6 separate regions of the Mus musculus genome follow, and regions 2, 3, 4, 5 and 6 are each linked to region 1. Evidence: chromatin contacts called from public Hi-C, HiChIP or PLAC-seq and promoter capture Hi-C data. All regions are on one chromosome and are shown on one strand. Each heading gives the region's core, a stretch centred on a gene start, on an enhancer-like site or on the middle of the called end of the contact. The rest is flanking DNA. Distances are from core to core; before and after follow the strand shown.

The links. Promoter capture Hi-C pulls out the DNA fragments that hold promoters and counts their contacts. Hi-C and Micro-C count contacts between places; a contact is called where the count stands out from the background. HiChIP or PLAC-seq counts read pairs in DNA pulled down with a chosen protein or histone mark.
Region 2: an H3K27ac HiChIP or PLAC-seq map of large pre-B cells shows a contact between it and region 1, with 3 times the contacts expected there. The contact joins two enhancer-like sites. A contact is called at or near these places in 3 of 39 promoter capture datasets (embryonic stem cells, hippocampal neurons and liver), 1 of 15 datasets of contacts at CTCF or cohesin (the NIH/3T3 cell line), 6 of 484 Hi-C or Micro-C datasets (brain, cranial neural crest, embryonic fibroblasts and 3 more), 26 of 115 datasets of contacts at active chromatin or transcription factors (SST interneurons, acute myeloid leukemia, bone marrow-derived macrophages and 19 more) and 3 of 9 other capture datasets (adipose tissue, embryonic stem cells and liver).
Region 3: a contact with region 1 is called in a promoter capture Hi-C map of liver, with 4 times the contacts expected there. The contact joins the promoter of Kcnk13 here to the enhancer-like site in region 1. A contact is called at or near these places in 12 of 39 promoter capture datasets (the C10 cell line, cranial neural crest, embryonic stem cells and 6 more), 14 of 484 Hi-C or Micro-C datasets (B cells, the HL-1 cell line, adipose-derived mesenchymal stem cells and 5 more), 7 of 115 datasets of contacts at active chromatin or transcription factors (acute myeloid leukemia, astrocytes, embryonic stem cells and 4 more) and 2 of 9 other capture datasets (embryonic stem cells and liver).
Region 4: a contact with region 1 is called in an H3K27ac HiChIP or PLAC-seq map of microglia, with 5 times the contacts expected there. The contact joins the promoter of 4930474N09Rik here to the enhancer-like site in region 1. A contact is called at or near these places in 2 of 39 promoter capture datasets (embryonic stem cells and liver), 18 of 115 datasets of contacts at active chromatin or transcription factors (astrocytes, bone marrow-derived macrophages, embryonic basal ganglia and 10 more) and 3 of 9 other capture datasets (adipose tissue, embryonic stem cells and pancreatic islet).
Region 5: a Hi-C map of liver shows a contact between it and region 1, with 2.3 times the contacts expected there. The contact joins two enhancer-like sites. A contact is called at or near these places in 1 of 39 promoter capture datasets (embryonic stem cells), 3 of 484 Hi-C or Micro-C datasets (liver and nephron progenitors), 14 of 115 datasets of contacts at active chromatin or transcription factors (VIP interneurons, bone marrow-derived macrophages, embryonic basal ganglia and 9 more) and 3 of 9 other capture datasets (adipose tissue, embryonic stem cells and pancreatic islet).
Region 6: a Hi-C map of liver shows a contact between it and region 1, with 4 times the contacts expected there. The contact joins two enhancer-like sites. A contact is called at or near these places in 1 of 39 promoter capture datasets (embryonic stem cells), 10 of 484 Hi-C or Micro-C datasets (bone marrow-derived DN3 thymocytes, bone marrow-derived macrophages, cerebellar granule neurons and 5 more), 17 of 115 datasets of contacts at active chromatin or transcription factors (bone marrow-derived macrophages, craniofacial prominence, embryonic basal ganglia and 12 more) and 1 of 9 other capture datasets (embryonic stem cells).

Annotation. Positions count from the first base shown.
Region 1 is chr12:99,559,132-99,563,156 of GRCm38.p6, reverse strand. It overlaps a transcript of Foxn3 not described here. Among named protein-coding and RNA genes, the nearest start is that of Gm26839, 2.7 kb to the left of the region's middle. Within about 2 kb of position 2,221, at least 57 of the 459 cell types and tissues checked have an H3K27ac peak or open chromatin away from gene starts, as enhancers often do. A contact at or near this core is called in liver, memory CD8 T cells and microglia, where this site is marked.
Region 2 is chr12:99,118,125-99,122,149 of GRCm38.p6, reverse strand. No RefSeq gene overlaps it. Among named protein-coding and RNA genes, the nearest start is that of 4930474N09Rik, 43 kb to the left of the region's middle. Within about 2 kb of position 2,054, at least 8 of the 459 cell types and tissues checked have an H3K27ac peak or open chromatin away from gene starts, as enhancers often do.
Region 3 is chr12:99,962,162-99,966,186 of GRCm38.p6, reverse strand. Kcnk13 (potassium channel, subfamily K, member 13) reads right to left here and starts at 1,688. Exons shown (of 3, transcript NM_146037.2): 1 at 1,386-1,688; 2 at 1-983. The coding sequence starts at 240.
Region 4 is chr12:99,160,947-99,164,971 of GRCm38.p6, reverse strand. It overlaps 4930474N09Rik (RIKEN cDNA 4930474N09 gene), which reads left to right and starts at 2,164. Exons shown (of 2, transcript NR_038130.1): 1 at 2,164-2,429; 2 at 2,786-3,695.
Region 5 is chr12:99,231,208-99,235,232 of GRCm38.p6, reverse strand. The region is part of intron 4 of Foxn3 (forkhead box N3); the gene reads left to right. Among named protein-coding and RNA genes, the nearest start is that of 4930474N09Rik, 70 kb to the right of the region's middle. Within about 2 kb of position 1,697, at least 37 of the 459 cell types and tissues checked have an H3K27ac peak or open chromatin away from gene starts, as enhancers often do. A contact at or near this core is called in liver, where this site is marked.
Region 6 is chr12:99,859,272-99,863,296 of GRCm38.p6, reverse strand. All of the region lies in intron 3 of Efcab11 (EF-hand calcium binding domain 11), which reads left to right. Among named protein-coding and RNA genes, the nearest start is that of Efcab11, 22 kb to the left of the region's middle. Within about 2 kb of position 1,641, at least 5 of the 459 cell types and tissues checked have an H3K27ac peak or open chromatin away from gene starts, as enhancers often do. A contact at or near this core is called in liver, where this site is marked.

The DNA.
Region 1 (4,025 bases), core at 972-3,471:
ATTTAAAAAATTAGCAGACAATGGATATTTATAAAAATTACCGAATAATTGATGTAATTCCGTTAATGACTTCGGAGGGAGGCGGCTCTGGAGGGTCCTCAGGCATGACTTGTATTTTCAAGGAACTAACGTGTTAAATGTGGAGTTTGGCTGGGGCAGAGTTACAGCATCGCTGTCGTAACTGTTTTGCTATCAATTATAAACAGAGTGTCTATGGGCAGTTTAAACCTCTTTTTCAAATACCGGAGCTTCATATCCCGGCGTGACATGGACAAACCAGAATGTCCATTGAAGGAAGCAGGAGTGTTTCTGTTTTTGGAGAAAAACGTTGCATTGAGGAGAAAAAAAAAAAAAAAAAAAAAAAAAAAAAAAAAAAAAAACCAGATTCCTAGCCCGGGAGACTATTTTTCATGCTTTGTTTATAGTCTGGGAATGACATTTGGGAAAGGGGAACGCGGTCTTTCTTGGGAGCTTTTAATCGTGGGGGTTATTAATTTATTTAATTTATTAGTTTCAATTGGTTGGGCTCCGGGAGCCTTCCGTCACCAGGTTATGCTAGCGTTGGGACACAGGATTGCGAAGGCGAAACTGCCAGCCCGGAAAGGACTGGACCGGGCTGGTGGAAGCTCCCCGTGGCGCTGTTGTAGGCTGGGTGCTACCGGCTCATTGAGGAAAATGGGGATGGCTCTCGGAGCTGAGGAAGACATCAGTATTTCCCTTTTGTTCCCTGTTTTTTCCATTGATCTCCAGCTCTGCCTTAGCCAGGGGGAGCAGCTCTGAGGGTGCAGAGAGCCCTGAAGACTGCACGAATGTCTGGAGCCCGCTCTAACTCTCACACTGATTGGTCAGTCTGATGGGGACTTAGGAAAACAGTCACCCGAAACCGTCTTTTAAAACCTCGTCTTAATTTCAGATCTGCCGGCTTGTACATGGGTTCCTGCCTGGTTTCTCTTTTGATCTGGGTGCATCTGGCTCGCTCTGGGTGTCTTTATCTTTAATTTTGTGTTGTTGTTTCTATCCAGATAAAGTAGGCCATTTTGGTGACAAATTTCTCTGCAGATGTCAGCTTCTAGCTCGCACTGATAGATGTGGGGCTTCACAGTGATTTCTCTCCATAAGTTGTAGGATGCAAAGTTGCTCAACTTGGAATTAATTTTTCCTAATTTTTTTTTCATCTGAGCATTTAAATAGCTACACCAACAGATGGAAGCTTAACTGTATCATTACTTTGATAATTTAAGTGCCTTGTGAATTAGTATGTTTCTCGCGCTAAATCTAAGTCTTTAGACAGTGGAAGGGAAAACAGACAATGAAAGGCAAGCAATCCCGATCAGCTTGCAGACTATTGCAAGAAATTGTGGCGTCTGCTTTGAGCAGAATACAATTCACATCCAAGAAGGGGCGGGGGTGGGGGGGTCTTTTACCACAGAAGGCAGAATTAGAGATAGGGGATGAAGCGGGATCTCTATAAGACAGCCTGCAGCCTCTCTGGACATCTTCATTTGAGCCTTAAAGTGCCTCATTAAAGAAGCTGGGTCCCAGAAGTTGTTAACCGTATAAACACTTTTCTGATTGGTTTAAATATTTAGACACAGGAAGTAGATGGTATCTAGTAACCCAGGAATGGAGACATGGTTGTCATAGAAACTGAGAAGTGTAACCCCACCCCACCCCCACCACACATGCATTCACTACCATGACCACCACTTAGGGGGGAAAAAAAAAGCCCTGCATGTCATCACAGATGCTTGGAGAACTTGCTGGCTTCTGTTAGCTTTCCCACAACATCTGTTGAAACCTGAGACCATGCCTGTCAAACCAAGGTCATTTTACAACAACAACCAAAAAACAGAGCCCTCTGGATTTCATAACTGTATTTTTATTGAAAATAGTTCAGGGAAGAGCCTGAAAGCCAGTGTGAGCGTTCATGCTTACTTAGCATTTTGGATCCTCTGAGTTAAGCAAGAGGAAGGCTGCAAAGAGTACATTTGAGCCATTAATTGTAGAACTATGTGTCTGCTTCTAGAGGTGTGTCTCTCCTGTTAGAACAAAAGTCCTTTTTTACAGACTTAGAGACCAGAATGCAGCCAGCGGAGGCAGGGTCATTTGGCAAAGGCGTTATGAAGTGTTTCCGGGCTTGCAAGCCGGTTCCAGGTGGAGTTGAGGTGTTTGATCATGAAGGTCTCTGGGGGGTTGGACAGGTTCCCTTGGGCTATGCCTGGTGCTCAGGGGAGCAAAGGGCAGGGTGTTCTTGGTGGCTGAGCAGGGGGAGGAGGTGCTCCTAAGTGGAGCGAGGACCATTTCCAGACTGCAAATATGACTGCCCAGTTGATTAGATGCATTTCCTCTCCCGTGAATGGAGAGCGGTGCTTTCCCGTTTTTGTTTTTGGTTTTTTTATTGAGGCTATTTTGGGTGGGTGGGGCGGTCCTCCAGGCCGTTAGCACACATATCAGCTATATCTTATTCATGGTGAGGAATACCAAGGAGAAAAGTTTAGTCACCTCCTCCAGCGCCCCCTTTTCACTCATTTTGCTAAGCAGAGAATAACCAAACATACCTCTCCTAAATTTTGACTTTGAGGTGCTTCAGTAAAACTTGTCGATATAACAATCAACACAGTGGCTAGAATTTGACCTGTTGTATCCATGACAATCTTTAAATGGTAAGGTGGTTTTTTTTTTTTTTAGTATTTATTATTATTAATTATGCTTAGGTGTATGTATCTGCATGTGGGTGTGGACACATACCAGAAGTCCTTGGAGCTGAAGTTCCGGACTGTTGTGAGCCCTCTCGTGTAGGTGCTGGGATCCGAACACAGGCCCTCTGGAAGAGACCTCTTAACTACTGAGCCATCTCTCCAGCACCCCTTTTAAAATATTTATTTATTTATTTATTTAAGGCAGGATTCCTCTGTGTAGCCCTGGCTGTCCTGGAACTCACTCTGTAGAGCAGGCTGGCCTCAAACTCACAGAGATCCACCTGCCTCTGTCTTCTAAATGCTGAGATTAAAGGTGTACACCACCCCCACCCTGCCAGACTCCTTAATTTCAAGGTCTTTATATTTGTGTTTCAAATAACTTCTCTCCATATGTGGTATATTTAGCACTGCACTGGACCCTTTTCTTAAAAAGGTTTTAAATTTTATTTAAATTGCAGTTTGGTACTTCTAAAAGAATATCACATCTCCCTTGTTTTTCTCAACTGATTGCCTCAAGGAGTGGGGGGAGAGATGAAAGAGTTCCTAAATATGTCTTAATGCTTATTTAATATCCTATATTGATGGTGTAGCAAATAGCTTAGAGCCATGTAGTGTCCATGATCCGATTACGGGTGTAGTTCACGATCCCACGTTATCAAATATTTGGTGCTCCGGGACTTGATGGCATGACTGGTCCCTCTCAGCAAAGGATTTCCTGTTGAGAAGTTATCTGCAAGTACAGCAAACTGCCATTGGCAGGAAACCTGACAGTTGCTTGTTTTTACAAACTGAAGGAAGTGAATGAGACTTGTTAGTTTCCAGAATCTACCTTGACTCGCTCCAGCCTGCCCCAGAGTTTGCTCAGTTCAAAGGAGGTGACCATGAGTTGTACGAACGATGAGCCTGCTTCAAATCACTGGCACTTCCGTGAATTTCCGTTTTGACTTTAGAATTGGAAGAATTAATCCTTACGCTGTCAGGTACAGCTTCGTTCACCAATACAAATGAGCAAGGTGCTCAATGAAGTCCTAGCTCATTCCCAGTTGTCAGAAAGTCACTGATAGAATCATTCAAGCTGGCACTGTTTGGATGGCTGTGCCAAATTTTTAACAGTAGTTTCAGAATACCAATCAAATGCCAAAGGAGGGAAGAAGGGAAGGAGAGAGGGAGAGGACTGTCCTTCTCTGCTTGCTTCTGAGGGGGGGAAATTCATAAAGAACATATTTCAGGTATGTGCCAACCTTGCTGGTAGCCGGAAGCACAAGGTAGGTGTGGGTCTGTAAAAAGGCGCTTGAGAGAGAAACATCACAACTTTGAAAGCATCTA
Region 2 (4,025 bases), core at 805-3,304, 440 kb after region 1:
CAGAACATTCACCCACCCCCACCCCCACCCTCAGAAGGAAGAGAAGAACTTTGAGGGGAAAGAGATGGGGCCAGGTTACCTTTAAAATTTCTATATAATGGGAAAAATGGACTTAAGCCACTTTTGTTGGTGTCTCTACCTATGTAGAATTACACTGTACAGCTGAAAAAGATGGCTGCCACTTGGCTTGAATTTTTAACACTTTTACTGTTATTAAAAAGTCTTCCATTTTCTGCTTTTTATTTTATGTATGTGAGTGTTCGCCTGCACATATGTCTGTCTGTGCACCAGCATGTTTGTCTGGTACCCGCGGAGGCCAGAAGAGAGTGTAGATGCAGATGCTCTGGGATTGGAGCTATAGATGGTTGTGAGCAGTTATGTGGTTGCTGGGAACCGAACCTGGGTCCTCTTCAAGAACAACAACCATTTAGGCTTCTCTCCACTTTTTTATTATGATTTTCAAGTAAAGGAATATTAATAAATGCCTCCCTTGGGCACAGTTCTTATTGGTGTGTGAATTAAAAGTAGGGGGCAGAGAGATGGCTGGAGGTTTGAGAGGCCTTGATGCTCTTGTAGAGAACCCAGGCTCAGTTCCCAGCATCGTATGGATGATTATAATCATCATCAACTCCAGTTCCAGGGCATCACGAGCCCTCTTCTGATCTCCATGGTCACCGGGTACATACATACTTCACTTAACCACCCGTAGGCAAAACATTCAGATTCACAAAATAGAAGTAAATAATCTGGTTGTTTTGTTTTGTTTTTTGCTTAAGAGCCTGGAAAGCTAACATTGGGTCAGGATGTAGCTCAGTTGGTGGAGTACTTGCCCAGTCTGCACAAAGTCTTGTATTTGATATTGCATACAATGGGCTGTCGGGACACATGCCTGAATCCCAGCTGGCTTAGCGAAGGGAGCAGCAGGCGCTCACTGATTGCCGGGGTGGGCTAGCATTTGGTAATTGGCCATTAGTCATGAATGTGGTTATTATAGTCTTGGATAAAACACACATTTGTCTTTTTTTTTATTGTTTTGATGTGTTTGTGTATGCATGTGTGTGTGTGTGTGTACGCACATGTGCAGGTGCACATACATGCATACGTGTGTGTACAGGCCAGTGGTAGACATCAGATGTCTTCAGTTGCTCTCCACCTTATATTTTGAGATAGTATCTGTCCCCAAACCTGGCGCTTACCCGTTTGTTAAGACTGCTGTCCTGCAAGTTCTCAGAATCTTCTTGCTGCTGCCTCCCCCGGAACTAAAAGTGGCAGGCACATGCTGCAACATCTGGCTTTACCATGGGCCCTGGAGATTAGGTTCTCCTGCCCACATGACAAGCTTCACCAGCTGAGCTACCCCCCAACCTGAACAAAATATTTTAAATGGCTCACGTGTCTACTCACAGAGATGAACAGAGTGATCCAAAGGCAGAGGGAGTCAAGGAAGGCACAGTAAAGATAAAGAAGGCAAGCCTTTCTCCCCATCAGTGCTCCCGCAGTAGCTGTGGGCTCTCAGAATGAATCTTCATTGGTACCGATAGCCGTCTTCAACTTTTCGCAAAGGAATCCAGACACCAGTTATCAGAGCTCACACATCAGAGGTGTTTGTTTCAGGAAGCTGGTAGAAAGCTAAGATTGTGCTGCTCAGCCATGTGTCCTCCAAAATTGATTTTCTAAAGTCTGCTAAGAACAAGGGAGGCATGGAGGCGTATTTAGGCTCTTTTGGGTATCAATTCCCCCTTCCCTGCTGGTTTTTGTTTGGCATTTGTTCAGCCATGTCAAACCCCACAAGCCACAGTAATAAGGGGCTCTTGGTCTATACACATCTTGGCCTTGTGGCATAATCTGGCGTTTTAATGTCCAAGCATGTTTTTAGTGGGCCACGGGGCTACGGGGCCATGGGTTAAAGGCTCAGTGCTTGCGGTCTGTCTCTTTGTTGTGATCCTTACCTGTTTCAGGATGGCTGGCCTTTCCTCCCAGTTTATGCTGTCCTGACCTTTTGCCCAGAAGGAGCACAAGTACTCTGATGTTGGTGGGTAGGCGGGCTCAGTCTGGCCTGAGGTACCCGTAATAAGTATCATCCGGAAACTTCTTAGAAACCGAGTCCTGCCCCAACTCAGTCTTGGGAAGTCACGAGCTCTTAGGTAGAACCAGAAAGTCTGTTTTTCCCAGATGCAGGGAACTCTGAAGTTCAGGGAATTCTGAGGATCAACAGGATAGAAGATCTGTCTCATGACCACCTAAAAAGGCAAGCTAGGGCGGCCGCAGGCAGCCACTGAGTCGGAACATTTGCTTTTGTCCTTTGAGAAAAGGACCTCTGTTTGAGGACAAAGCTGGAAATGGACTCTCATTGCTTCTATTCTACGGGAGTCAGAGCATTGACTCAGCATGCCCCACCTCCCCTTTTGCTCCTTCCTTCCTCTCCCTCCCCCTCCCTCCCTCTCCCTCTCCTTCTACCCCTCCTTACCTCTCTCTTTCCCTCTCTCCCTTGTGTATGTGGTGTGTATATGTATATTTTCTTAAGCACTTACAAGACCGGAGTTTCTTGGCTGAGCCTATATTTTTTTCCTTTTGTGACTTCTCAGTTCACTGGGATGTGTTTTTTCTACCGACTTATAGACTTTAATAAAGTTGCCAGTTTATATATTTCCAAACTACTGCAAAATTTTACAATTTTATTTGTCTCTACCTTTTCTTTTGCGTTGTTTGGAGCAGCCTCTGTAGCATGCACATTTTATATTTTATGTAGATAAATGGTTGACCTTTAGTGTGCTTCAATTTTATGCTTAGGAAAGCCATCCCTGTCACTTAAAAAAGCAAACAACTATTCTACTGTAATTATTTTCTGTTTTTATTTGATACTTTTTAAAGTCTTAGGTCTTTGCCTGGAGTATGGGTAATGTGTATTTTCCTCAAATAGATAATCAACTTCCCAAGTTTTAAAAACATGTAATCAATCTTAGCCTCTTTTCCTGTTTCTACAGTAACGTCATATTCTGATCAAAGCAACTTGAGGGAGGGAGGGTTTATTTTAGCTCACAGTTCAAGACATAATCCATCTTGTCTGGGAAATTGTCTCTGCTATCTGCTTGCCGGCGCCATTTTACACAGTTCAGAATCCCCTGCCCAGGGATGGTTCCACCCACAACTAAGATGGCTCTCTCTGCATCAGCATCCTCCCCCATAGTCTCCCAGGTGACTCCAGAGTTTGTCAAGTCGACAGTTAACATTAGCTCTCCCGGAGCCTAGGAAAACGGTTGTGTAATGTGTGTTCACCAACAGCCTTCCTCTACTCACGTTAAACACCGTCCTTGTCATATCCTGAGTTCTAGACTCCACCTCACCCTCCAGAGCCATCATTTCTCCAACAATATTCTACCTTTTGTATACTTTCCTATAGGTTTAGGTGTCTGGTAGGGTTTCTTAAAAAACTGGGTTGTCTTGTGCATTTATTTTGCCAGATGGATCAGCTTTTGAAATTCCATAACAATTGATTTAAACACTGGCAGCTTGGTGGGAGAGAACCAGATACTGTGACGAATTTGAATCCAAAAGCAGACCTTAGAGCGCCCTCTATTTGTTCACTCCTCCTGAGCAAGTGATAATCTTCCCTGGAAAAATCTTACGCATATTCATTTGCTACCATTAGGTATTTAAAAATACTTTCCATTGCTAGTCTGATTGTTGCTAATAGGCATCTCATCAATTAGTGCGAGAGTAAAGGAGAGCTATGATCCTAAAGGGAAGCCAATCGTCTTGTATCCTGCTTATTTCTGATATTATTTGTGAGTTTTTGGTTGACTGCATTAGATTTTCTAGGTAGACCATCAGATCCGTATTATTTTTCTGCATGTAGCTGAAAACTAGATTCTGAACCAATTTTACTCTTTTAAACTTCCATTTTTAGAGTCTAATTTTATCTTTATTAATTACGTCCTTAAACTTTCCTTAGATGTACTCCATTCTCGTTTGTGAGTTCTGGAGTTCAGTGACAGTTCAGTAATTTGTTTGCAATTTTTAAATTA
Region 3 (4,025 bases), core at 439-2,938, 400 kb before region 1:
TTCCTCGTAGTGGCGGAGGAAACCTCGCAGCTCTTCACGGCTCAGGTTGTGGCCCCGGCTGAAGTTGGCCAGGCGCTCTTCCCAGCGCTGCTTGGCCTGCAACTCCTGCGCTAGCTCCAGCGCGGAGAAGACTGCGGCGCCGCCCAGCAGGTAGAGCAGGATGAGCCCAGCGAGCAGCAGGAAGCGCGCGTTGTCCTCGTTCAGGTGGCCGGGGCTGCAGCCGCAACCGCGGCCAGCCATGGCACTGGAGGACAGCTCCGCGAGGGTTGCTGCCCGCGGACTTGTGCCCACGCCCCGGGGAGGATGTGCTCTGCCGACCTTAGCCTGCTCTGCGTGCGGGCTCGCCCATGCCCGCCGCGCGTTCCCCAAGGCGGCGTGGATCTCCCGGCCGCCGCCGCCTCCTCGGTGGTTCCTGTGTAGCCAGCTCCCCACGTCCGCCTGGACTCGTGGTTTCGAATCCGCTTTGTCGTCGCCGCCTCCCTGTCCTCTCTGGAGTTCTCCTTAAGGCTGAAGACCAGAGGGTCGGGACACAGAATCTGCTTCGACTTGGTGCGAGGGTGCGGGCGACCCGGGTTCACCCGAGCTCCTAATTCGGCTCAGATTGGGGAGGGGGCGTGGCGTGCCTTCAAGGCAAACTCCCTAGAACTTGAACTCCTCTTGAAGAAAAAAAAGGTCGTGGGTCCAGAGAGAATCGGCGGGTAAGCTTCACATCAAGGTCCGGGTTCCTCGGAGCATTGCTTTCCAAGCTGTGATGGCTGGGATACGGGCTGTTCTCTGTCTTCGGTGCCTCTCCAGGTGGATCTGTGTTGCGTATTAGTGACAATGTTCTGCCGAGAGCCTCTATCCACCAGAATAACCAGGGCTCAGAGGTCGGAACGGGTTTGGGGCAGACGCACGGACGCAGGGACAGTGCGAAGAGGCAGATCAGCCGGCTCGGATCTCTGCTGGGCACACAGGCTCCACGGCAGCACGAGGGCGGACCGCTGTGGGGAGGAGAACAGAGGGGGAGGTTGGAACAGTGAAGGAAGTTAGAAGCATCCTCCCAGGGAGCCTTCCTTGACTTCCCCCATACCAGATCGCCCTTGGCCTCTAGGGCCTGCACCGGGCGTTCTCTGTCCACACGTGCCGGCCCTGCCAGCCCATCTCCCGGAGAACCGGCCAAGGACAGCGGCCAGAAGAGTTCCATCTCTTTCACCCGGTTTTGATCGCCTCGGCTCTGTAGTTCTTGCGCAGTCAGTGGCGCTGAGCTGAGAACTCCAAGCTACAACATGTAAGCCGGCAACAAGGTTCTTTTGTGAACCGCTGGGGCGCCCACCCAGAGACCCCCAACTTGCCATGAGCTCTGGAGCCGCCGTCGCCTTCGCGTCTCACCTTCCCAAACGCACCTGCTCTGTGGAACAGGTTCAGGATGGTTCCTGGCTTCCCTTCTCAAGTGGCCTTGCCCTGCCCAGTGGGGCTGAGAGCAGAAGTCCGTGCCCAGAGCTGCCTTCTCTGTGGAGTGCTCAAAAACTGCAACAGGTGGAGCTCTGCAGCTGCCAACCGAGGCGACTCCACCCGGTACCCGCCCCTTGGCCTCAGGGCCAGTCTCCTGCTCAGGTCTCCTCCGCTGGCGCTCGCCTGGACCTCTAAACAGCGATGCTTCTACCAGGGAGTGCAGATCCCTGGAGTGGTTGCTTAACAGATAGGTCGAGAGCCTCGATGGTCTGCGTGGGTTCCTCTCAGGCCAGAAGAGGGCGCTGCGTGCCCTCCAGACACACCTGGTTCCCAGCAGTTTAGCCACAGGGGATCGAATATAGCTGTGTGAAGGAATGGATTCATAGCCACCCACGGTCTAAACAGAATTTCTCCGCCTTTAGAGAGAGAGAGAGTGGTCCCAGGAGACCCACCCACGATACTAGCCAGAAACAGAACTAGAAAAGCTTGCAGTTCTGTTGAATAGATGCAAATGATTTTGGTGAGAGTAACTAACAGACCGTTTATCTTGCATTGTGTCTCCTGGGGAGGAAGAACTTTAGAGGGTATTGAGTTCACACCCAGGGTGAGTAACCCAATTACCTTTACTAGTTTAAGAAACATCTCAAGTACATCAAAATCGAATGACGTTTACAATGACACAACACACCACCACCTAGATTCTACAAGTGACAGTTTACCAGGCTTGCTTATATTTACCCATTCCTTTCTAGTCACCAACCCACTCAGGATGCACTTTGAATGGTTGTAGACACCCACACACTTTCACCCCATCTCCAGCCAGTATTGGCCATTATTAAGAGCTCTATCCTCGGATTTTTGCTTTTGTGGTAAAATTTGCATGCAATGACATGTCATTGTACCATTAGGTGAGTCCTGATAACTTTGGGAGCCAAACAATGGTGGCCTCCCTCCCTTATCATCTAAAAGCCACCAAAGGATTAAAGCTCCCACAAATATCTTCCCAGTAAATCCCCACCCACATTCCTGCAGAGGTAGCCACTATTCTGATTTCTTTTTCCACCATGGAATATTTCTCCTTTATAGAACTTGGTTTTGTTTATTCAGGTCTCTGTATTCATAAGAACCAGTTATGTGTCTTGTGTAAAGTGTGTTCCTGAAGTGTACCGACTGACATCATTTCAAACTAGCTTTTTCTAACCCACAACAATGCAGTGTCCACATCCTATAGACTGTTGACAGAGCCAGCCATTTTATTTTTAAGCCTTCTGTATACAGGCACATAAACTTATCTCCTTGGGGTTTTGTGTTCTCTGGACACCTTGTATATTGGACTTTTGTAAATGGTTGGACTATTTTGCCCACTTAAAAGCTTGGTTTTGGAGCTGGGGAGATGGCCAAGTCAGTAATGTGCTCATCACAGTGTGAGGACCAGAGTTCAGCTCCCCAACACACATACAGAAGGATGAGCATAGCTGTGGACTTTTGACATCCTACTCCTCCTGAGCAGGTAGGGCCAAGTGGAGCTGGCTAGCCACAGTTCCGTAGCCAAGTCAGTGAACTCTCGGTTCAGTGAGAGCCCCTCTGGTTTCCACATGCACACATGTGCACACACATACAACATGCACACACACACACACACACACACACACACACACACACACACACACACAATGGTCCCTGTTATTGAAGGGCAGTGTTTTATATAATCTAGACTACCAGTCCTTTCTTAGGTGTGTATTTTGCAACTATTATTACCATTATTTTTCTTCTTCTCTGGAATACCTACTTGTTTTAAAAAAGTTTCCTGACAAAGTTTTCAGTTTTGTTAAAGACCAGTTTTCCAGTCTGTAATGATTGATATACTTTGTGCATTATATTATTGCTTTCAAGGTTGCATATGTTCTTTGTCTCTCCCCTACTTTTGTATGGTTGGTCTGTGTGGTATAGAGTTTATTTATTATGCATGTGAGACAAAGTTCACCTTGTCCAAAAATATACTCACTTTTTCTAATGGCAATTATTGAGAAGGAAAGTAAGAATACATTTATTTCAGGAATCTTTTCTTTTGACCGTTATCTATTGATCTAGTTGTTATGCCCATTAAAAATATTTAAATGAATTTTTATAGCTCTTGAAGTCAAGAAATGCAAAGTCTCCAACTTAGCTCTTCTTTTTTCGATATTTCTTTGGATGTAATGAATTGTTTCCGTTTTAAAAAATCAAAGAACTGTGGTTTTTAAGACAGACATTTTAAACATAGGCACAGAAAAAGTCTGTTATCTTGATTAGGACTACGTTAAATCTGTTTTGGGAAGAAGTGATATTTTGATAATTCATGAATGAATCTATCTCTTCATATATGTAGCTCCCCCTTGTTGTTATAGTGCAGGGATCTTGCACATCTTTTATGAATCTAACATAAAGGTTTGTTCTCCAGATGGTATTGAGCATAGAAATTCAAATGTTTTATCTTTTCATGTTTACTATTGTATCCCATAGACTAGCTGCACTCATTCATTAGCTTCAATAGTCTTTAGAGTTTCTAGTCACATAACTATGTCATCTGAAGTGGAGGTTTACTTTAACTT
Region 4 (4,025 bases), core at 915-3,414, 400 kb after region 1:
TCAGCCTGGCTCTTGCATGTGGCCCGGTTCTACCTCATCTTCACTGCATAAGATCCTAGGGCTGGTAAGGAGCCTCTTGGCAGTCTATTGGGCTGAGCATCTGTAGCCTTGCTGTCCTCAATAGTAATAGACTGGAGTAGAAGGCAGCTCAAGGGTCAGGAGGAGCAACAGGCTCCTTTCTGTGCACAATGACAGGCAATCGGTATCGGATGAGACACCCCTGTCCCCCTCCCAGGAGTTTGGGGGTTGACACAGCAACACCTGCCTTGCACAGCAACACCTTGTAGGCAGGTGCTATAAGAGGAGTTAAAGATGCCAAGTGCTCTTGCTTCACGTTGGCCTTGGGCCTGCTACATAGGTGCTTTCCTGTTTTGGCAATGTTTACGGTCCTATATGTTTCCCTTGCCAGTGGATAGACCTGTACTCAATAAAAGGCTGCCTTCTGTTTCTAACATGAAAAGACATTGGAGATGGGGCTTGAAGCCCTGGAAGGAATCAATACTCTTATAGTATCCTGAGTGCCTCATGTTGTGGGTCTTCAATCCTGAGACTCTGCCCCTCAAACCTCTAAGTGTTACCTAGAAAGTCCATACTTGAAAACCTCATGTGAGGTTTCCCTCCAACCGCATCTTCTCCACTCCAGCTACTAAATGAGAGCACATCAACAAAGCAAGCAACAAACTCTAGCGAGGACATGCACTCAAGGGCACTTGTTCAATGAAGGTGGGAATGTCCTGCCACTAGGGACACCAAGACAGACTTGCCGCAAGAACTAAAGCTAGCTCTATCATATGGCCCAGCTGGACCACTCCTGGGTCTTTACTCAGTGGAGTCCAGCTTAGCACATCCCAGGGATGCTTGCGCATCGATGTTTATTGAAGCACTAACCACAACAGATACGTTGCAGACCCAACCCAGCAGGATAAAGAGTGGTGTATGCGTACGCAGTAGGATGTTTTTCAGTCATAAAGAAGGACGGCGTTGTGTTGTTTTCAGGAAAATGGATACAACTAAAGATAATCAGAGTAAGCAAGGCATGCCAGCCTCAGGCAGATAAATCCAAACCTTGCTAAGGGAAAGAAGCCAGGCAAATGTGGTTACGCGAATCATTTCATCCACATGTGCAGAAGAGATAAAGGCACAGTTTCACAAAGTGCACTGGTATGTGCTCTAGGCAAATAAATGTAGGAAAGGAGGAACGGAGTGTTATGTTGGGATCTTCAGTGTCCCCTAAGGGTTTATAGGCTAGAGACTTGGTTCCCTTTGAAGGGTGTATTATGGGAGTTAGATCCTTGAGTCTGGAGAACTGGAGAGCTCTCCTTTCTCTCTCGCTTCCCGGGTCACAGTGATGTTACTACACCTCCTCTTCCACACGTTCCCCCAGAAGGCTACGCTGTCCTGAGCGTGGGAACAGCTGCTTAGGATTCAGGTCCTTCCTAAAAGACTGACAAAGAATTGAACTCCCAGGAACAAAAGAAGTGAAGGCTCAGAAAGAGTGAAAGCTGGTGTTTATTGAAGCAGAGAGAAAAGGCGAAGAATAGCCTGGAGGGTAGGGTCCCCGAGAAGCTGGCAGGCCGCCAAGTGGTCTCTGAACGCCATGGCCCCTTGGGACACTCCTTTCATTGGTCCTCGCTCCCCGCTTACCATTTCACCAGGTAGGATAGAAATAACCCCAAACACATGGCCTTGTTTGATGGAGGGCTTTGATGGAGGGCTTTGACAGATAGGTGGCCTTGGTTACTAGACACAATCCAGCTGTGATGTGGGAGTGGCCTCTCTCTTCCTCTGACCCTTTCTCTGGCTTCCTACTCCTTAACGACACAGATCCGAAGCAGCAAGGCCGAGGGAGCACAGACCGAAGCTGCCGAAACTGTGAGCCAGAATCAACCTTTCTTCCTTAGGATTTTCAAGATCTCGGGTACCATATTCCACAACTGACAGCTGACTGACGCTGGCAGGAACTGTTTAATGGGACAGATTTTTCTTCTGGGGAGGAAAATGAATGGCAGGGGACACATTAAGGGAGAAGAACTCATTCCATTGTTTGAAGTAGGGTGTATATGCAACTCCATGCAGGGTCCTGGGATTCTAGCTGCATTGTTAGAATGGAGAGTGCATAGCCTGAGCCAAGTAGACTCCTGGGTTGCTAAGAAACCTCGAATCTTGCCTGCCTCAAGGAAAGAAGACCAGAGAAACACCCCGGAGGAGGCTCGGTCTGGAATGTAACTATGGGAGGCACATGCTTTCTAGAATGTTCAGATCATAATGAAGCAGATTGTGATAGGCCAGGAAGCTGTGATCTGGACACAGCTCTCCACAGACACAATGAAGAGCCTTGGCAGATCGTGAAACGTGTCAGGCTTCCCTGCCTTCCTTTAGCTTGGGGTTCCATCTAGTTCAGACAGTCCACGGGGCACCAGGGTTAAAATGTAAGTCACTGCAGCTGACATCTGGGAGGAAGTAGAACACCTCTGTGGAGGGGATGATAATGGGAGAATCTGGAGAAGAGACAAGAGCGTCTCCAGATCACGTGACACTTCGGGAAGCGAGAGGGCGTGGCTCGGGACGGAAGTGAGCCTGAGAATTTGGGCAGCTCTATCTCCAGTTTTTCCTTTTACCTAAAAGCGGCCACTCAGATTGTGAAGCAGAACTTGGCAGGGGTGGGGGTAGCAGCTTCCTCCTGGTTTCCCTGGGGCTGGTGGTGTTACCATGGTGATGGAAGGGCAGTTTGTTGTATGCCTTTGCGCTGTGACTACTCCCCCCTTTGTTCTTCTCCCAACTATAGGTGTTTCTTCCAGAGCTACAAGAAAGAGCCAAGTAGGGGATTTCTGTGCTCACCTCGGGAACGGATCTCCTTCTCCTCTGTTAACCTTTCTATCCTGTGAGGGAGTCAGTCCCTGGATTATAAATTCTGGATTATAAATTCTGAGGCGCTTGGTTCCTGTTTCTTGAGGGGAGGCAGAGACACCAAAACCTTTGAAATAAGACATACTGAATGAGAACAGAACAAAGTTGGGTCTGTCCCTTTATTCTGTTTCTGGCAGTCGTGGTGGAGAGATGCTTTCTGGGAAGAACTCAGTAGTTGCCTCTGCTGAAGTCAATTTCTAAAGGTTAGGGATGTGAGCCTTTTTAACTCACCCTGTATTAACTCATTCCGGCCATATCATTCATGTGAGCTCCTTGAAGCCCTTATGGAACCTATTTATTCTCTCAGACATTATTGGATTCCAAAGGGTAGAGGCAACCCTGAAGACGTGTGGCTGCGTTCTGCCCTCATCCATCAGCCGTGGACTCCAATGGGGATGTCATGTTCTCCATAGAGGCATCTCTGCTGGGCCTCTTTCCTTGGCTCTGCGCAAGAATCTATGACCCTGGAAAAGTCATGCAATCTCTCAGTGTAGGCTTCCTAGACTAACAGACAGAAGCAGAGGCTCACGGGGCAATAGGTTCTGAAGGCTGGGACTGTACCCCAGTCACTGTTGCTCCTCCAGGGCCCGAGATGGTCCTTTGCATGTCATCGTGAGTCAGGAAATGGCTGTCAAATGGGAGAGAGAAAAAAGAGGCAACAGAGCACCAAGCCCAATGACCTAAGTTTGACACCCAGAAAACTGTGGAATCAGAGTCTCAAGTCTTGTTATTTGTCCTCTGATCTCTATGTGTGCCATGGTACATGAAAACACACTAAATATATGTTTAAAAACAGGTTTTTTGTTTGTTTGTTTTATATATATATATAAGAAAGCTTTGATGGTGATCCTTCCATACCAGCTGGAATTGTTGACAAGTAACAGGCACCATCTCAACTGAGCAAATGGGGACTCCACAACGCCCATCACTGGGAAGTCTTTGGGCAGAGCTGTTTTCTGAGTGACTGGATCCCAAGGGCTCTGTGAAGCCACCAGAGAGCTGAGAGCTTTGGAGGTTGTTAGGGGCTGAGGATTCATTGGGGATGGGTAGCTCTATTTCAAAGAGACCACCTCGGGGTGGGGGTAGGGCTGGAGTTAGGAGGTGAAGCTCTGTGCACA
Region 5 (4,025 bases), core at 448-2,947, 330 kb after region 1:
ATGCACAAATGCATGCACAGGTCATTACCCATCCATCTGTCTGTCTGTTTGTCTCTGTCTCCTTTTTCTTCACCCCCTTTTACCTTCTCATGAGTGCAAAGAAAAACCAAAATTCCATCTGAAGTCCAGAGTACCTGGATACCCTTGTGCCCTGTCCTGCTTTCCCCTGAATCCTAAACCTAGCTAAAGCTTCCTCCTTTCTTCCAGTGGGTAACACTCAGTCCTAGTCGTATATGTTCTGCCTCAAGGGCATAAAATTAATATAGAAATGACATTTTATGTAGTGGAAGCCTTTGATACAACAGTGCAAATGGCTCTGCTTTGGGAAGTCAGCAATCAGACATGAAATGGTACCATTGGGCTGCTCACTGGGACAGCACTCTGGCTTTCTGCCCTGCCTCCCACCCCCAAAATCTAACTCTGAAAAGCGACGCAAAAAGGTATTTGGAAGAGGACAAGGAACTGTGGTTATTTTATGAAGACTAGCTCTCAGATTCACACAGCAGCATTTTTTCCACCTTTTTAAAAGTCTTAACTCAGACAAGAAAAATTGGATGCCTTCCCCCAATAGAGTCTCTGAACTGTACTTAATGAAAGCTTGGGTAACTCGTTTGGATTTTGAAAGACAGAAGACCCTGCCCGTTGCTGACTAGGGTTTAATTGCGTAATGAGGCAGCCAATCCGATTTTTATCTGATTTAGACGCCTTGCAAAATAAGCTCCCACAGGTCTGCCCACTTTTTGCCAACATGTCCTGGCAACTTCTGTTGACTCTGTTTACTACAAAAGTGATTGGTTTCATAAAGGCCCGCTGACTCATTTTTTTGTTTATTTGTTTCTAGTCTAAGGTAGCCTAGGCTGACTTGGAACCCCCCCCCCCCCTACATAGCCAGGGATGACCTTGAACTCCTGATCCCCCTGCTTCTGGCTTGTATTGTGCTAGGGATGGAACGCAGGACTTTGTACATGCTAGGCAAGCAAGTCCATGAAGATGTTTTCATTCCAGTCTATCGTGAACAGTGGCCACATTTGCCCTTTCTTATCCTTTCCAGTTCCCCGCCTCCCTGTCCTGCCAGTCCCTTTCTGTCCCCAAGTCCCTCCTTATCTATTTATAGAGTGAGTGTGGATGCATGTGTATATAAAACCTATGTTCTGCATGTGAAGGAAGACATACAGTATTTGTCCAGGCTATTTCTCTTAATTCTCCTCTCTTCAAGGGACTTGGCTTCTTTACCCAGGAATTCATTCAGAACTCTGGCCCTGTGGTACACATCAGAGAATGGAGCCGTATGGCTCCTGAGGAGCTGGCTGTAGCCTGTATTTCTTCTTTTAAGAAAATACCCTATGTTGCTAGAAGGTGTTCATTCACCTGATTTAGTTCCCACCAGGCTGAGAAGGGGGCAAAGTACAGAAAATATGGTTGCCTCCTGTCAGATCCACCCACCTCCCCAGGCAAGTACAGTGCAAGGGAGACCTGGGTGGGTGGGTCAGGGTGAAGGGCCTGCCAGAGAACCCCTTAACAATCCCCACCTTCACAGCCGTAACTGAGAGAAGACTCTCACTAAAGCTGCTGTCTGCATTCTCCTTCTGCCCCAAAGCTCACAAACTAGGCAGGTTCCCAGCTTGGAGCTGGCTGGTGGAAGCCCGGGCTCTTGTTTGCTGTGGAGTTGTCTGGGCAGCAGAGCAGAGAGACATGAAGAGATTAGTCAAAGCAGAAGGCCCAGAAAGGGCAGTCCTCCCAGCCTGGCCAGGAGGGATCCTGTATTGGGTAGAGGAGGCAGGGGCCTGTCTCCAGCAAACTTATAGGTACCAAACCTTGTCCTTTCTAAGATAGGCTAGAGGCTGTAACCTAGAAGATAGTGCATCTACTTTGGAGATTCACACAACCAACCCCTGGCTGCAGATAAGGAAATTTTCTCATTTAGCAGATAAGGCAATAGAGGCCATTTAGGCTGGGTAACCTGCCGGGACCTGTTGTTGGATAATCAGGAAGATATCATCGCAGAGAATATACGCTGATGTATTTCTTCATCTTTAACAGTTTCCTAACTTCTTGAGATGTGTTCTCCATAGTTTTGTTTGCATGCTGCCCCTAAGGGACTTAGGTTTTTTTTTGGTTTCGTTTCGTTTTGTTTTAAATCTTCAGGGATCCCTGGAAAAAGCTCAACACATGGTAACAACATGTACAATATGGTAATAACAGTACCATGTGTGTGTGTGTATGCGTGTATGCGTGTGCTGCATACACTTGCTGGCATAGGTGCGAGCGCGTGTGCCTGTAGCTGCTCATGTGTGCACATACATGTGGAACCCAGAGGCCCATGCCAGCTTCCCCTGGTGTCTTTCCACCTTTTTTGTTTGCTTGTTTTGACAGTTTCTCACTGAACTGTTTTGGCTGGACCGGCCTTAGGGCTCTACCTGCCTCTCACCACAGATAGGGTCATACATGCCCCCACGCCCAGCCTTCTGCCTGGGCTCTAGATTCCTAACCTCAGGTCCTGCTTCTTTGGCAAGCACTCTGCTGACTGAGCGTTCTCTCCAGTCCAGAACCATCTCTGTTTCTCAATAACAAACGTGTTAGGGTTGTGTTGGGTAGTTACAAACTCTTAGTCAAAAACCACACTGCACGTTAGTGCATGTGAAAGTTTCACAAGCACCCGAGACCTTGGGACCCTGTTTTCTGTCACCAAGGAGGAGGATATGCCGTTCTCTTGTACTGACGCTCCAGAGGGAGGCCTCTGCCCAACGGGTCTCAATCCAGCTCCTTTCTGTATCCGCGCCTCTCATAGAGTCCCATAAAACTTCCAGATCCTTCCCAGAAATACACACCTCAAGCAGCTCCCAGTAAGCCCTTTATGGACTGAACTCCTGACCCAGGTCCCTCCTTCCCTATCCTCTTGGCCTCCACATTCAGGTTTGCCCCTTCTTCACACAGGAGCTGCCTCTGTTTGGCTCTTCATAGATGCTAATGAGAAATAGAGGGGGGGGGAGGGTCCAGCTCCTGAGGGGAGGGGGGAGGACAGGCTCTACAGCTGCCTGCTGTGAAGGACTGAGTGAGCTCTCTTCTGCCACCTTAGTGAGTGTGTCCCAGATGACCTGGTGGAAGTAAGCATTGAGCGTCCTCAGAAGTTTAATCTCTGAGATTGCTCCCAGTTTGGGCTCTAATACAATGTTTGATGTACAGTGGTGTCCGTTGGTTTTATGAGACACTATATAATAGAAAGTATTGCTATTTTTAAAACGAATCAAATAAATTAACATCTTAAAAAGAATTTCTTTACCTGTGTGTACAAGGCCCAAGTGGAGGTCAGAAGAAACTTGGAGTTACTTCTCCCCCAGTAGGTGAGTCCTAGAGATCCAACTCCAGTCAGTCACCAGGATCAAGGCAAACCAGCCAAGCCAGCCAAGCCATCTTCCCCACCCCAAGTGTGAGTGTGTGTGTGTGTGTGTGAGTGAGAAATGGAATCAGTAATGAAATCCACATTGGATTCATTAGCTATCCTTTTTGTTTGTTTTTGCAAAGTGCTTAGAGAAAATAGGCAGCTAGACATTGTGGAGAAATGCAAAAAAAAAAAAAAAAAAAAAAAAAAGCTATTGTGTTCTGCAGCCCCAAATGGACAGTTTCTTTGGAGAATAAAATTAAAAATCACCCCCTCCCGTCCCCTTTTTACTTCTAAATCTTGCTGAGTAGGACTAACCCGGGCTGCCCCTGAACTTGAGCCAATTCTCCAAGTTCCTCGGATTCGGTTGTCTGTGTGTGACGGGTTCTTGTGTAGCCCACGCTGGCACACAGCTCCCTATTTAGCCAAGGATGCCCTGAGCCCCTAAACCAGAGTGCTGGGGTGTCACAAGAGTACTGCCACACTCAGCTTATGTTTATGGTGTGTGTGTGTGTGTGTGTGTGTGTGTTTAATTTTTATTTATATTTGTGGGGTTTTTGTTTTTTGTTTTGTTTGAGACAGGGTTTCTCTGTGTAGTTATGGCTGTCCTAGAAATCTCTAGATAGACCAGGCTGGCCTCTAGCTC
Region 6 (4,025 bases), core at 392-2,891, 300 kb before region 1:
CCTCTTAGATCTCTGTCTCTCTCCTTGTAGCAACTCTGTCCCAACGCACACTCTCCTCTTAGATCTGGATAGCCCAATCTTTCATGCCTCCAGCTATTAAGAAAGTATCCTTCTCAAACCAGAATTCCTTGGAGTCCTGCTCCCTCCCGCACCATAAGAAGTATAGTGTGTGATTGGAGATGGCCCCTGTCCATCCACATTCACTGATCTCACGGAGCTGAGCACTGGAAAGGTGGTTAAGGGCCAGTGTGCCGAGAAGGTGGAGGCTTTAACTTGCTGAGTAAGGCAGGACTTGGCACTGTTAACACCAAGACCTTAGATGCATTATGGTCAGGAGATGTGTGTAATGAAAAGGTAATGACTCCTGTCTGTGTTCATAGGAATAAGATGTCTATTCTGCTGCAACCTGTTTTTACCTCGTCTCCTTCCCAGTGACAGAGAAAAGCTCCGTTTCTTGTGACATAGACCCTGTTCTCGTTATTCCACTTCTCTGCAGGCAGGTGGAAGGACGCGTCAGTCCTCTGCATGTCCCTGTGCTCTGACAGCCCAGCATGTTGATGTCACCTGTCACTTTGCTTTCTGGACGTACAGTCCTTTTATACAAACACATTATACCCCCAATCATGGCCTCTAAAACTCAGAGTCTGAATTTTATTCCTCAGACTAGAGAAGGCTTACATTATCCCTTTTTTTGTTAAAGGCCACTTCATCCTTTTAAGCCCTTGGTTTTAGGCATTTCGGTCCTTGGGAAAATGAATGTATGGTAGAGTGAGCATGAACCTTGCTTTCTTTGCTAACCCTGGGACCAGCCTTACAGTCAGGTAACCCGGCATTCTTACTGTTTTCTCCTTCGCTGTCCCTGGGTTTATTGCCGTTTCTAATTTGAGCTCCCTATGATAGCCAGACACCAGACTGCTTCATTTTCAAGAGGATTTCTCTGCATACACTGACCCTGAAGCTTAGAACTGTGAACCACAAAAAGATATACATAATGGAACTTTCAAAGAAAAAAAAATGTTGATAGTTTTATTCGATTTTTTTGAATACTTATTCACCCCTGTGGTGAAAGCTGATTACCCTCCTAGGAAGCAGCTTTTCACAAAGTAGGGGGGAAAAATCACCTTTTCAGTCTCTTTCTATATGGCATATCTGTATCACACATATTAAGTAGTTTGGGAAGCAAAAATAAATACATATCTTCATTATAGAACATGAAAAGCGTTCTTTTTTTTTTTTCCTGAGGATAGATAACAAAACGGAAGGACGTATTTTCCAGTTGTGTAGAAAATGCCCAGACTTACATTATCAGGAAGGATTTGTAAAAAGCATTGGAGTTTATGATGGTCTGGATCGTAAATGTTCTTCAAAGACTGTGTATTGACAGCTGGGTCGCCAACCTGTGACACTCCTGGGTGGGGGTCGGGGTGGTGCTTTAAAAGGTAGGGCCCAGTCCAAGGAAATTAGCTGTGTCCTTGAAGGGGACACTGGGGCACTTGTGTCTCCTTTTTATATATCTGACACTGTCAAAGGGACAGTTTCTCCCATCCTGGACTCCAGCCATGGTGACAGGACCCAGGGGTCACTGACTGAGCTCTCTGAAACCAGAGGCAAAGAGCAGCTCTGCCTCTCCTGGATTCTTTGCCTTTTATTTTTCACCATGGCAGGAAGCTGACAGTAGCTAAGCCGTGAGCCTCAGGCTGGCGGGCGTCCTGTGAGGCCACTCCCAGCGACACTCTGAACAGGGGAATGTGGGCACTGGCTTGTTATTTAAAAAGTCTGCAGAACACCGGTAAAGACCAGGTACACTGACAGATTGCCCACACCTCTGTAAGACCTGTTAGTGAACACAACTAAACAGCCAGACCCTATAATTGGTGGTGCCACTGGTGGTGTGGCCCTGATTTGCAACTCCAGTGGCGTGTATGTAGGTAACTATAAGTGGAGCAGTGTACACAGAGAACTCAACATTGTGTTTCAATTTAGAATTTTCTAGAATACACTCGTTAGCTCCCAGGCAGACACAGATAATGCATTGGATATGAGATTTGGCCTAAATGGAATTTTTGAGAGTCTGTGAAGCAGTAATTTCGGTTTGACTCTTGTGACAGCAGGTGGAGCTAGAAGTAAGAATTCTATTTCTAGGCCATTTAAAAGGCAGCAAAATCTGCAACCCTTACATCAGTGTATTTGTTGCAAAGCTTTAGAATAGTAAATTATTAAGTATTAGCTTTGGAGAGCAATTGTGGTATTGCAGAAGGAAAGCCGTGCTAAATGAAAATGTAGTCTCCAGAAAAAGGGCTTGTGTTTGGTTGTGTGTGGCCCTGGTAGACAACCTGAGGGCATGCTGTGGACCATGTATTTACATGGTTTAATGTGTACCCAGTGCCTCTGATCTCCACTGAGCTGAAAATATGAGGTATATGACTCTGGGGGAAAATAGTATGAAAAAACATGATTATTCATAATAGAGTTATTTGTGTTATTAGATTGTTTTTTTTTTCATTTAAGTGGTAGCAAACATACAATTTAAATATTTTTCCTATTTTAAAAAAACCTAAAGAACATTTGTTTTCTATACTATGATGACCTGCATACTGTATAACTCCAAGTGTGGATGTGTTATCTGAATATGTAATTAAACCGACAACAGCATTCATATGCTCCCTTTTCTTATGCATCACCCATTGAACCATACAGCTACACTCTGCCTCGCATCTCTCTGAGTGAGCTGCCATGATCAGAGCAGATCTTAGCCATTGCTTTCCTTCTCACCGAATGCTTTTTTTTTTTCCCCTAAAGCAATGGTTTATTTTACTGGCTCTGTAAATGAAAAGTAATTTGCTTTTTGCCATTACTTTTTGGAGTTAAAGATGATTCAAAACACACACACCTTAAATTTTTTTATTATTTATTTATGTTTATATCCTGACCAGAGTTTCCCCTCCCTTCTCTCCTCTCAGTATCCCCCTCCCTCATCCACTCCTCCTCCATTTCCCTTCAGAAAGGGGCAGGCCCTCACGGTTATCAGCAGCCATGGCATATGAAGTTGTAGTAAGACTAGGCACCTCCGCTCCTGTCAAGACTGGGTGGGGCAGTAGGAGGAAAGGGGCCCAAAGGCAGGCAACAAAGTCAGAGACAGCCCCTGCTCCCATTGTTAGGAGTCCCACAAGAACACCAAGCTACACAACTTTAACTTATATACAGAGGGCCTTGGTCAGTCCCATGCAGGCTCCATGGTAGGTAGGTCTTCTCTGTAAGCCCCTCTGAGCTCAGGAGAGTTGATTTTGTTGACTTTCTTGTAGTATCTTTCCTCCCTTGCTTCCGCAGGATTCCCTAAGCTCTGCCTAATGTTTGGCTGCGGATCTCTGCATCTGTTTCCATCAGTTGCTGGGTGAAGACTCTGATGACAACTGGGCAAGATGCCAGTCTCTGAGAATTGTTGTTCTTGTTCTTGTTCTTGTGCTCCTCCACCTCCTCCTCCTCCTCCTCCTCCTCTTCTTTCTCCTCTTTCTTCCTCTCCTCTCCCCCTTCCCCCCCCCCTTTTTGCCAGGCATGATTGGTTCTAGCTTAGGTCTCTGAGCTATCCAGCCATGGGTCCTTGCCCTCTAGGCAATGCCAGGGGTGGTCTCCCTCTCACGTCATAGGTCTCAAGCTGGACCAGTCATTGGCTGGCCACTCCCACAAGTTCTGTGTCACCTTTAGCCCAGCACATCTTGTAGGCAGGACAAATTGTAGGTCAAAGGTTTTGTGGCTGGGTTGGTGTCCTAATCTCTCCACTGGAAGTCTTGCCTGGTTCTAGGAATTGGCCAGTTCAGGTTCTATATCCCCCATTGCTAGCTAGGGTCACCCTCATAGATTCCCAGGAGTTTTTATTGCCCAAGTTTTCTAGCTTTTCTAATAGATGCTTCCCTGATTCCAGTTGTCTCTCCCAGGACTCTCTCCTTCATCCTTCCCCCACCTGAGCCCTTCTGCTCCCACCCCCACTCTCCCATTCAGACCCCACCCTCCCACCATCCACCCACAGT